3 separate regions of the Mus musculus genome follow, and regions 2 and 3 are each linked to region 1. Evidence: chromatin contacts called from public promoter capture Hi-C data. All regions are on one chromosome and are shown on one strand. Each heading gives the region's core, a stretch centred on a gene start, on an enhancer-like site or on the middle of the called end of the contact. The rest is flanking DNA. Distances are from core to core; before and after follow the strand shown.

Region 1 (4,003 bases), core at 459-2,958:
GGTGTCCCTTTAAGACTTGAACCATATATTTTATTTGTTTTTCCTATGCTTGCTAAGCTTGTTCAAAATGCTCTTCATGAAACTTAACCAGAGAACAAAGTCTCTACTGGGCTATTTTCAGACTTCTTTTGTCAATACAATTAATATAAATCTCTTTACCTTAGACTCAGGTAGACTCATCAGACAAGGACAAAAAGCAGCCACATTCTTCACCAAAATACCACAAAAACTGTCTGTAGGCCACATCACTATCAGCAACAAAGTCTTTCATATTCTTTCTAGGATAGCCCCTTCAGCCCCATTTGAAGCATTCTACTGCTTCCCAATCCAAAGTCCCCAAATCCACATTCTTCCAGACAAATGCGTGGTCATGCCTATCACAACAATACCCCACTCCTGGTACCAACTCCTGTCTTAGTTCAGTAAATAGTACATAGCCTAGTTGTCTTAGGGTTTTAGAGCTGTGAACAGACACCACAACCAAGGCAAGTCTTATAAAAGACAACATTTAATTGGGGCTGGCTTACAGGTTCAGAGGTTCAGTCCAATAATAAGGAGGGAACATGGCAGCATCCAGGCACGCATGGTACAGGAGGAGCTGAGAGTTCTACATGTTCATCTGAAGGCTGCTAGCATACTACTGCTCCCAGGGAGCTAGCAATGGGGTTTGTAACTTTGACTCAAGCATGAACTGCACAAGAATAAGCCTTCCAAAGAAGAGATGGGAATTCTCAATACTCCATGTTTCCAGTGTAACTTCTTTAATACAGTGATATCATTTGACAGTTATATGAACACATTTCTGATACCTTTGTATTCAAGAAGGAGTTATCTTGATGTTCTGCTTCAGAGAAATGTGGGAAGTTCAAGGCAGATACCACTGATGTTCAAATATGGTGAAATATGAATGATGACAGGATCATCAGAGACACAGGAAAATTAATAAGGAACATCAAACCTAACAAAGGAAATCCTATAGTGCACAATGGACCAAGGACGCTTGCCATCCTGTTGTTTCCAACCTTTTCCCCTTCAAACCTGTGCCCAGGGATAGTGGCCTAGCCTTGGTCCACTGTGCACTATAGAATTTCCTGTGTTAGGTTTTGATGTTCCTTATTAATTTTCCTGTCTCTCTGTACATATACCTCTGTGATCCCAAGAGCTCTGTCTGCCTGCCCCCTTCCCCTTGGGAGAGATGCAGGGGAGGAAAGCAGTGCTCAGAAACCACCTGGTGGTAATTAGCTTTGAATTTTAATTTGTTTCTCTTAACCACCTGAGATGCTGCAAGACAATCAGGGTCACCAAGGATGGTTTCAAGAGCATCTTCAAGAGATAATGCTCAGTCCTAAATTAGCTTCCATATTTTTAAGTAACTGATGAATTTTCCATATGGTAGTAAAATACTTTAAATTCCTTTAAAACCACAGCGTCCTAGCAGAAATAACTAGGAAACGTGGTAAACATCACTGTAAAAGGTTCGATGCACAGGCTAACATAGGGTGCTGCGACCACCGGACTTTAAGAGTCCAAATGCCCGTGTCTGCCCATCTGCAGATCCTTGTTTATTCCTAACTTAACCTACTCACGGGTGGCAGGAATTCTGGCGGACAACAAACTAGTTCTGTGGGTTCCTGGAAGTTCTTCGCACTGACTTGTGGGAAATGTAGTCCCTACCACGTTGACGTCACCAAAAGGCTGGCTGTTCTTATCAAACTTCCGCATTTGATTTTCAAACTTAAGCTTCTCCCCAAAGTTAGGCGTCTGTCCTGTTGAGCACTGCGTTTGGATCTCTGACATGGAGGTTGGTGCAGGGAACAGCGCCATCTTGCAGATCTGAGGGACTGTGCAGGGTGGCTGGTCGGGCGCTGAAGATGATTTGAGCTGACCTGGAGATGCTGTGCTGACCTAGGCTGGGCCACTGCCCCTGGGCACAGGTTTGAAGGGGAGAAGGTTGGAAACAACAGGATGGCAAGGGCAGGCTGGGTCTGCTGACTGCCTCTGCCTGAGATGCTGAAGGGAGCGCACTCATCTTTACTGGGGAAACGTGCTCTGCCTGTGCCTACATAGCTGTAGTCAGATTCTCGGGACATACAGAACACGTGGACGTCTAGTGCCTACTAAACTTTATATCCCGTCCACTACTCCAGTTTGATCTCACAAATCTTCCTAAAGTTCTTGATGTCCAGGGACAGAGAGACCTGTGAGGGTGATTGTTTTATGGAATGTTAGTTTCTTTTCCTTTGCAATGAATTGTTGGATTTATGGATGCCTCGAGTTGAAAAGAATTCTGAAGGTACAATCCTATACCTGAATCATCACAATACATGGCTACATAGACACAGAGTAATTTTGTAACTGGTATGAACCAGTGTTTGCCCAAATATGGAATTTGCCCTTCTGCTTAAAAATCGTTAGACAATAATCCTCTTAATAAGTGTTCTGTCCAAAATTTGGACTCCTTTTCAAATATAAAAGATGAGTTGATGTGTGTGTGTGTGTGTGTGTGTGTTTGTTTTTTTCAGGGTTTCTCCACCACAGCCCTCCCCCCTATCTCAGGTGATCTTGCTTATATTGTCACTTTTCAGTCAAACCAAGGGTTAGTGAGCCAGAGCCTGGCTCGTGGCATTCAAGTCTACTCCCAGAAATCATGGGCTTCAGACCACCTTGTCCTATCTACTGGGATTTTCAATGAGTTTCTAACCATACCTAGGATAACAGACATTTCCTCGTTAACTTTGCTAATCTGTAGAAAAAAAAAATAACAGTATATGAAGTCGGAATCGCAATGCTGCCTTGTACATCAAAACATGTTCCTTACAAAGTAGAGAGAGTACAGCATTGTGCTCATATACAATTTATAGGCACCTTATGTTCATATATATTTTTAATTAAACAGCTCTATGACAGAAAAGAGAACTTAAGTGTAATTCTATGACACATTTCTGTCACTTCTGCTTTTTGGGGAGGAGTCAGGAATCCAGAGAATCAAAATCATCGTCTCCTTTATAGCCAACTCAAAGTGAGCCTAGGCTACATGAGACCATGTGTTTTAAAAAGATTCTTAGAACATAGCTTTTCTTTTTCTACGTGGTAATTACTTCTGGTTGGTCTCAGTTCTGAGCACCAGTGCCCTGATAGAAATCCATCCAATTGACATCTTCTAATTATGAAAACTTACAAATGGGCTGTAAGAAGTTCCGTCGAATGTATTTGAAATGTTACATCCAAATTTTCACTAGTATCCTTCTGTTAATGACTAGTGTTTGGGGTTAGAAACCTGATTGCATTTCTTGTGTGGGAAAGGATTCCATCTTTGTCTGGCTTGAGTATTCCTCTGTATTTGCAGGGAATGGTTGTCATCTTTGCATCATCTTCTCTGTTGTTTTCTGTCATTACCCCCCTGGTGGTTTCTTATGATTTTAAATGAATTTTCCCAGAACAGCATTCTGGCTCTACAGATGGAAAATGATAACCACATCTACCACTGTACTTCACATATGGTATCACCACCATCCAGACAGTAATCTGTGGGATTCCTTCCTCTTCCTCTTCCTCTTCCTCTTCCTCTTCCTCTTCCTTTTCCTCAGGGAGGAGTCCAGTCTCCTATGCTTGCAGTCCTGACCTTTTTCTTGCAGGCTCTTATTTCCTCCTAATGTTACTGTGACTGATGATATGAATCAGACTGACTATGTTGGTGTTTTGTGGAGCCCATAGCCACTCCTGATCCTACAATACTTCCCCCTACTCTTCAACGAGTGTCCCTGAGCTCCTTGTAATATTTGGCTGTAGTTCTCTGCATCTGTTTCTGTCAGATGCTGGTAGATACCATTCTCCTGTCTGCAAGACTAAACAGAGTATTAGTAATGGTGTTAGGCATTGGTTCTTGCCCAGAAAAGGGGTTGCAAATTGGGGGTAATCAGGGGTTGGTCATTTCCTGTCTCTTCTCTGTCTTTCTCCCTGTACTATTTGTAGGTATGACACATTTTGTGTCTAAGGTTTTCTT
Region 2 (4,293 bases), core at 1,669-4,168, 170 kb before region 1:
ACCACAAGCATAAAGAACTGATTTAGCACTTTGTTCATGCACGTTGAGCAAAGATTTCTCCCCCAACATATGTATGTATATCTTTCCTTCTTCAGCATTTGAAATTCGTAAGAGCTATTTAAAATGAATAGCATGGAGTTCCAATAGGAGAGTATAACGGTTAAATTCTGTCAACATGACACAACTTAAGTCCTCTAGGAAGATGGAAACTTAATTATGGAATTATCTTTATCAGACTAGCTATAGTCTGGTAATTTCTTGATTGAGGATTGATATGGGTAGGCTCAACCCATTTTGCTATTGCCAACCCTGGGCAGCTAGTCCTGTGTTTACAATGAATCAAACTGCGAGCCAATGGGGATAGCCTGTAAACCCCATATTTTCATGTTTTCTGCTTCTGTCCTTACTTCCAGGTTTTTTCCATATGACTTTCTACCCTGAATTCTGTCAATGATAGTTTGTATTCATTAGGGGCTTCTATTGTTGTTATAAAACATGATAACAAAAAAGCAACTTGAGAAAAGGGTTTATTTCAGCTTACACTCACAGATGAAGCCCATCACTCGGGGAAGTCAGCACAGGAAACTGGAGGCAGAAGCTGTGGAGGAATGCTACTTACTCGCTTCTTCAGCCTGCTTCCTGATACTGCTCAGAACCACCTTCATGGGTGAGGCCCTACTTCCCACTAACACATCAAGAATCAATCATTAATCAAGAAAATACCCTAGGAATCTAGATAGAAGTGTTTTCTCATTAGAGGTACCTCTTCCCAGATAACTACCCTATATTAAGCTGACCAAAAAACAAAAAAGAATCCACTCTTGATGTGGTCCATAACCTGTATGCCAAATAATCACTTTGGTGTTGACCAAGGTGCTTTTGGTCAGGGTATTCTTGATAGCAACAGAAAGGGAAACTGACACAGAGACTAGAAGAATGAAAAGGAAGGGTGCCTCTATTTACAAGGATGTATGTGATGAGGTGGCATATTTACAGTTTGTAGTGTGAACAAGATAACAAGTGGGGCATGCTTAAAAGCATTTCCCCTCTACCACTTACATCTGTAGAGCAGAAAACTGAGCTGGATCTTCTATGATGCCTTTTTTATTTCTTTGAATTAGAATGCTCACAAGCTAGACATTGCTAAATAAAAACTCAATTTAATCTTGTCCAAGAGAGAGAGAGACTTTCAGTATTATCAGCATGTGAAGCATAGGCAGATGACTTGGAACCAAGTAAAGAATAATCATCAAAGTAGTCCAGAAGGTGGACAGCTGTCTTAGTCAGGGTTTCTATTCCTGGACAAAACATCATGACCAAGAAGCAAGTTGGGGAGGAAAGGGTTTATTCAGCTTATACTTCCACATTGCTATTCATCACCAAAAGAAGTCAGGACTGGAACTCAAGCAGGTCAGGAAGCAGGAGCTGATGCAGAGGCCATGGAGGGATGTTCCTTACTGGCTTGCTTCCCCTGGCTTGCTCATCTTGCTTTTTTATAGAACCCAAGACTACCAGCTCAGGGATGCCACCACCCACAAGGGGCCTTTCCTCCTTGATCACTAATTGAGAAAATGCCTTACAGCTGGGTCTCATGGAGGCATTTCCTCAACTGAAGCTCCTTTTTCTGTGATAACTCCAGCTTGTGTCACGTTGACACAAAACCAGCCAGTACAACAGCCAAAAGGCACAAGTTCCATAGGTAAATAGGAAACATTCCATATATGCATACATGGATAGAAAACCTCTGCTTTGTAGAGAGGAACTTGGGAAATATTTGGATTATGTATAACGTCATATAATGCAGTCCATTGAACAACCTTTTAAAGGAGTTACCATTCTGAGCTAGATAAAACTACACAGTCAGGTCATGTGCCTCCCTGTAAAGGATACATTAATGAAGGGTCCTGCACAGCTCTGGGGTGGGGGATCCTTGTTAGTTCATATTGTTGTTCCTCCTATAGGGTTGCAGACCCCTTTAGCTCCTTGGCTACTTTCTCTAGCTCCTTCATTAGGTGCCCTGTGGTCTATCCAATAGATGACTGGGAGCATCCACTTCTGTATTTGCCAGGCATTGGCATAGCCTCACAAGAGATTGCTATATCAGGGTCCTGTCAGCAAAATCTTTCTGGCATATGCAATAGTGTCTGGGTTTGGTGGTTGTATATGGGATGGATCCCCAGGTGGGGCAGTCTCTGGATGGTCTTTCCTTTCATCTCAAGAGCTGAACTTAACTTTGTTCAATTATTAAAACCACCTGTGTGGTCTTGGCCCACTTCCTGTACTGTATGGGTTCCAATGTTCACAGGAATAGTTTTACCAGTTGTAGAATCTGATATATATATGACTCACACCGGGTATCAGTACAGAAGAACAAGAATTATTTATGTAGCATAGTGTTGAGCCAAAGCCATTACACCCAAAGGCTTTTACCTTAAACTAGCTCCCTATCCATCTTATTTAGAAATAAGGTCTCTATAAATAGCCCAATCCAACCTTGGATCCTGGGTCCTTCTTCCATAAGCCACCAGGCAGCTAAGAGCATAATAAGGCACATCAATGCTGGTTTGAAAAATCATCTTTAAAAGATATTTTTTTATTCCCACACTAGTGATTGCTTCGTCGTGCTGATTTTTTTTTTCAAGGAGTAGTAAGATTAAAATCACAACACATGGACAGGAAAGGACCTGAAACCCTAATATTTCTGTCAAAGGCTCGACTCATATTCATATATCTCATGTTGTGGATCTGGAGATGAAAACCAGCCTGACTTCCCAATGGCTGTCAAGCATAGTAGGCTTCTTTCTCTCATACACTCCTGTGGGTTGCCAGTGACAAATCCAGGAACAGCCCTAGCTGATTTCCGGGAAATTCTTCGCACAGACTTGTGGGAATTGTAGTCTGGCCACTGTGTCGTCACAGGGACCTGCTCCGGAAACAGTATTTAATTGAGTCTGAAAGTGTGCTGTTTCTCCAAAGTTGGGTGAGAGTGCTGTCCTGCTCAGCTCTCGAGTTGCATCGCTGACGTAGAGGTTGGTCCAGGGAGCAGCGCAGCCTGAGGCATTGTTCGAGGTGCGGGGATCCATCTGGCAGCGAGTAGAGCAGCGATGGGTGGGAGGTCGGGAGAAACTGACCTGCGCTGTCCTTACATTCTGGTCCATAAAGATACTGGTCAGGGCTGGGGAGAGGGCGTGTCTGACGGTGCCCTGATTGATGTTTGTCAGAACTCTGAGCACAACGCGAGTCTACCGTGGGCTTCTGGGACAGGAGTGCAGGATGGTTGCACGGGAGTGGGGTATGGTGTAAAGATCAGGCTTGGTGGGTCAGCTGACGAACTTGCATCTCAGGCGGTGCTGAGAGCTCACTTTCCCGCTTGGCTGGGGAGACTTTGTTACTAGCTGAACCTCACTCTCAGATGAATCTTGAGGTTTTCTCAGTTCATCTAAAATAGGTGGGTTTTCTGCCTCTCGAGCGTTTCACAGCACGCCGGTATGATCAAGGATTGTCATCGTTTTTCTCGGCCAGTCGGTGAATTAAACGGGTAAGAAAAAAATCAGAGACACAACAGGTCGTAGCTGGGAAATTCTGGGGCACCGTGGACAAATCTACCAGAATCACCTGATAAAGAAAAGCTTTGACTAGGGCTGAGGGAAAACAGGTGCGGTGGGCACATGGAGAGAAGCAACCACTGGCAGGCAGAGTGAGGGGTGGGGAAGCTGATGTCCCGCTTCACCTTCAGGGCTGGCGTTTCTTAAGCCTTTGAAGGGTTCCATCCCTAAGTTTTGGTTGATTACTTTTCAAGAAAGACAGGATGTCTACTTGGCCCACAACTGTTGTACAAACATTCTTCGATCTGGTCTTGAACTTGAGCCAGTCCATTAGCAGGGACCCCCGGAGCAGTGGGGGGAAAGCTCACCTTGTTTTAGGCTGCTAAGCGTTTGTGTGAGGTCAGCAGGGTGAGGGAGAACTTAAAGAACGTTATGCATTTATGTAATTTAAGGTAAACGGACCTCATTCCCATTCTGGAATTCTCCTTGTCTGAAGCAGCCACAGTGGTTTACACCCCTCCCTTGCTTTTCTGCCTCTTGCATGGCTTCTCCTTCCTTACACTGCACATCAAAGTGTGTAGAATGCATCTCTAGTTAGCCAAAACAGAAACCCTGCTCCTGCTCCTCACGTGGGGAATGAGAGCCAGATTTACATGTGGCATCAACCAGTGTACTGGCTAGTTTTGTGTCAACTTGACACAGGCTGGAGTTATCACAGAGAAAGGAGCTTCAGTTGGGGAAATGCCTC
Region 3 (4,124 bases), core at 351-2,850, 200 kb after region 1:
CAGGGTTAGCTGTCTTGGGCTGATTTTCCCTTCAGGGACAGTCCTTGCCTCACTATGTAGTGGACCACACAGCTTGTTAATAGATAAAAACCTCTCAGAATCCACTGACTAGGCAGAACATGAGATTCTATCAACCCAAAAGCTAAAATCTCAGCAGATGGTATCTTAGGTGAATAGAATATCTCCCATATCTCAAGGTACATATACATACCTCTATCAGACTTACACCAATGTATTTTAAGCTTTCTTAGGTTAATGACATTCTTTGTTCTGTAAAACCATGAAATAGATTTCATGTTGGAGCATGGAATTTGGATTAATTAAACCTGTGTTCTCAGATCATGGCTACAAAAATGGCTCTGGACTAAACTATTCTCTTAACTCTTCAAAAGGACAACTATGCATTTTGCATGAACAGGAACCTACTATATGCAAATCATAAGTTCCCAAGTATGCCACAGGTTTTGAAATTTATCTTGCAGCCTTTCTAATACAGTTGAAAAATTTGAAGACTTCTTCCTAAAACTATTAAGGGTGCATCAGTAAACCTGAAAGTCACATTGAGGGACAGGGAAAATTTAAGAGAGTTCGAACACTGCCAATAATAGGAACATACATAAGAAAATCACATGATGAGACAATATCCAGATCCTGCCAGATTAAAGAGAACAATGTACAGAGCCTGGCAGATGAGCAGAGATATTTCCTCCTTCCCTTTCAGACTTTCCAGCTCCTCCCAGCGATCTTTCTCTCATCACACCAAGTCATCTATCTCTCACATCTGAAAAGAAGTCCAAATACTGGACAGAACACATACTCAGAACACAAACATACTCAGAACCGTTGAGGTATTACTGTCTAGTCATTTTTAATCTGTGTAAAATCCATAATTACATAGATTGTGCAAACACGGGATGTTACCAATTACAAGATTATTCTGTGGCTATACAGCCATGTATTGTGAGGAATCATGTCACTGAGATGTCTATTAGAAATTCCCACTCTAACCAAGGCATCCATAAATCTAACAATTCATTCCAAAGGAAAAGTAATTAACACCCCACACAACAATCACCGTCACAGGACTCTCTGTCCCTGGACACTAGGAACTTTAGAAAGCTGTGTGAACTCAAACAAGGAGTAGTCTCCAGGACATGACGTATAGGGGGCGGTAGATGTCCCCGTGTTCTGTATGTCCAGAGAATCTGACTACAGCCAGTGAGAATGGGTCAACTAGGCCGAGCACGTTTCCCTTTAAACATGCTTGAGCTCTGGTCAGCATCGCAGGCACAGGCAGTGTGCAGACCCTGCCTGCCCTTGCCATCCTGTAGTTTCTAACGTTCTCCTCATCAAACCTGTGCCCAGGGACAGTGACCCAGCCTAGGTCAGCACAGCATCTCCAGGTCAGCAGCTTCCTGTCTCACAACAAGCCCAAGCCGGCACTCTCCGTGCCCTACCCGCCACCCTGCACAGTCCCTCATATCTGCAAGATGGTGCTGTTCCCTGCACCAACCTCCATGTCAGAAATCCAAATGCAGCGCTCAACAGGACAACTGCACAAATTTGAGAAGCGACCTTTGACGAAAGAATATGGAAATTTGATGCTGACAGCACTTTCTGATGCCGTCACAGGGGCCGGGACTACATTTCCCACAAATCAATTGGAAGGACTTCCGGGAACCCACTGAAGAGGTTTTGTACACTGCCTGGATTACAGTCCACTGAGAGCAGGTGCACATGGACATGCACAGGGAATTTGGGCTCTTTTACAGTCCTTGGTCACGGCACGAAATGTTTGCCTGTGAGCTGAACCTTTCACATTAATCCCGCCTATCAGGTTTCCATGTTATCTCTGATAAAACATTTTGATTTAAAAACTCCGACCTACTATAGAATCTTATTAACAAATGGAAAATTCATGCTTTCATGATCTGCTTTATTTAAGAATGTGGAAGCAGGAAGTTAATGTAGGAGTGAGCATTATCTCTTTACGATTCTATTGAAACCATCCTAGTCGCTTAAGATAGAAGAATTAGAAATCAAAGCTAGTCACCAGCAGATGTTTTCTGAGCACTCCACTGGTTTTTCTCTTCTGTATGTCTCCCAAGGGGCGGGACAGAGTTACTGGGATCACAATGATGTGTGTACTAACTCTTTTTTTTCGAGGCAGGGTTTCTCTGTATAGGGTTTCTCTGGCTGTCCTGGAACTCACTCTGTAGACCAGGCTGGCCTCGAAATCAGAAATCTGCCTGCCTCTGCCTCCGGAGAGCTGGGATTAAAGGTGTGCGCCACCACGCCCGGCGTGTGTACTAACTCTTAATCCACTGTGCACTATAGGATTTCCCCCTGCCTTAGGTTTGATGTTCCTTATTGATTTTTCTGTCTCTGCACTGATCCTGTCATCGGTCATATTTGACAATATTTGAACATTAGTGTTATCTGTCTTGAATTTCCCTCACTTCTCCTAAACAGAACACTGAGATATTTTCTTCTTGAATACAAAGATATCAGAAATATTCATAATACTGTCTAATGAGATCACTGTATTAAAGGAGTTACACTGGAAACATAGAGTATTGAGAATTCATGTCTCTTCTTGGGAAGGTTTATTCTTGTGCAGTTCATGGTTGAGTCAAAGTTACAAACCCTGTTACAGAAAAGACTTCCTACTTCCCTGAATCCTAATGATTCAAAAAGAAGCTGTTTCAAAGAAGATACTGTGCCGAGTCCATATTTAATTCTTCTTTTCCAGTGAGTATGTTTATCCAGGAATGCAGAACGGCTTCCTCAAATTAGAAAAATTAGAGTCAAGGAACAATACATGTACCTGTACTTGATTGGCAAGTGTCATGACTGGTCTGTCCTCCTCCTGAATGCTGCAGTGAAGGGCATTGACAGAAACCACAAAAGTTAGTATTTCTGAGCATAGCTAGTTTTCCAATATATGTTATGTGTTGAGATCTGGTCTGTTGCTATGTATTGTAATGCTAAATTCTGTATCCAAGATCTAGTACTACAGCTGACTTCTCATATTTACATGGTTCTGTGGCACAAACCTTCATCCTTGATTTAAAACTATGGGATAAATCAAATTGGCTACAGCCAATTACTGGAGGGATTTGTGGAGGGCGGGTATTGAGTTACCTGGTAGGGGGTGGAGAAGAGAGAGAAGAAAGAGAGACCAGGACAAGGAGAAATGGGGAAAGAGGATGAAGATGCCCTGGGACAGATGGACCATGAGCCTGTGGCCAGGAGAAACAGCAAATATCTGGGGTAGAGCACTGGGAAGGTAGCCATGACGGCAGTTACAAGAGTAGATTAGTGGTTGTGTTCCAGTAATTGCCAAAGCCAAATGCTATAACCCTAGGCTGAGTTGAATTTATCTGTAAGCTAGTCAGTCATAACCTTAAGTACATTGTGCTACTTGTGTGTATGTGTGTACATGTATATTTGTATCTGCTACATGCAAACCTACCTAAGAGAGTAGTCATTCATAGGAGATGCGCTCATCCTTGAGGATACAGCATAGAGTCACGACTCTTCTACTGTCTCCATTTCTTTGCATTTTGCCTGTGTAATTCAATAGGGGGAGTAGCTACCGTGGTATAGTCACAACCTGAAGATTTGATCAAAGAGGAGGCTCATTCAGCACACTATTAGGGACCCAGGCATAGTTATGGAAATGTCTACTGGAGCTAGAGTCTCAGGACTAATATGTTTGTTTAGGCCATGTTCACCATTTTAAATATATTGCCTACTATAATTTTTTTACATCTTGATCATTTAATTTTCTCTCTTGGGAACAATCCCTAGTATGTGTCATGTTTAGCGAAATCACTTGAATATCTGTGCTTACAGGCTAAAGAGATTGTTCAGTAGTTAAAAGTAATTAATGGCCGGGCGTGGTGGCACACGCCTTTAGTCCCAGCACTTGGGAGGCAGAGGCAGGCAGATCTCTGAGTTCGAGGCCAGCCTGGTCTACAAAGTGAGTTCCAGGACAACCAAGGCTACACAGAGAAACCCTGTCTCGAACCTCCCCCAAAAGTAATTAATGTTTTATAGAAGATGAGTTTGTTTTCTAATATGCATATGGTGGCTCTCAAGAACATATAATAGCAGTTCTA

Evidence for each region. Capture Hi-C pulls out chosen DNA fragments and counts their contacts.
Region 2: a contact with region 1 is called in a promoter capture Hi-C map of liver. The contact joins the promoter of Zfp58 here to the promoter of Zfp595 in region 1. A contact is called at or near these places in 5 of 39 promoter capture datasets (cranial neural crest, liver, maxillary cranial neural crest and 2 more), 6 of 484 Hi-C or Micro-C datasets (Sertoli cells, cerebral cortex, double positive thymocytes and 3 more), 8 of 115 datasets of contacts at active chromatin or transcription factors (bone marrow-derived macrophages, cardiomyocytes, effector CD8 T cells and 4 more) and 4 of 9 other capture datasets (adipose tissue, embryonic stem cells, liver and 1 more).
Region 3: a promoter capture Hi-C map of adipose tissue shows a contact between it and region 1. The contact joins the promoter of Zfp759 here to the promoter of Zfp595 in region 1. A contact is called at or near these places in 17 of 39 promoter capture datasets (the 3T3-L1 cell line, 3T3-L1-derived adipocytes, the C10 cell line and 12 more), 16 of 484 Hi-C or Micro-C datasets (the C2C12 cell line, CD4 T cells, the G1E-ER4 cell line and 11 more), 6 of 115 datasets of contacts at active chromatin or transcription factors (bone marrow-derived macrophages, embryonic stem cells, large pre-B cells and 2 more) and 4 of 9 other capture datasets (adipose tissue, liver, macrophages and 1 more).

Annotation. Positions count from the first base shown.
Region 1 is chr13:67,330,265-67,334,267 of GRCm38.p6, reverse strand. Zfp595 (zinc finger protein 595) reads left to right here and starts at 1,708. Exons shown (of 5, transcript NM_177622.3): 1 at 1,708-1,801. The coding sequence starts at 1,796.
Region 2 is chr13:67,499,147-67,503,439 of GRCm38.p6, reverse strand. Zfp58 (zinc finger protein 58) reads left to right here and starts at 2,918. Exons shown (of 4, transcript NM_001007575.2): 1 at 2,918-3,069.
Region 3 is chr13:67,125,704-67,129,827 of GRCm38.p6, reverse strand. It overlaps Zfp759 (zinc finger protein 759), which reads right to left and starts at 1,600. Exons shown (of 4, transcript NM_172392.3): 1 at 1,514-1,600. The coding sequence starts at 1,519.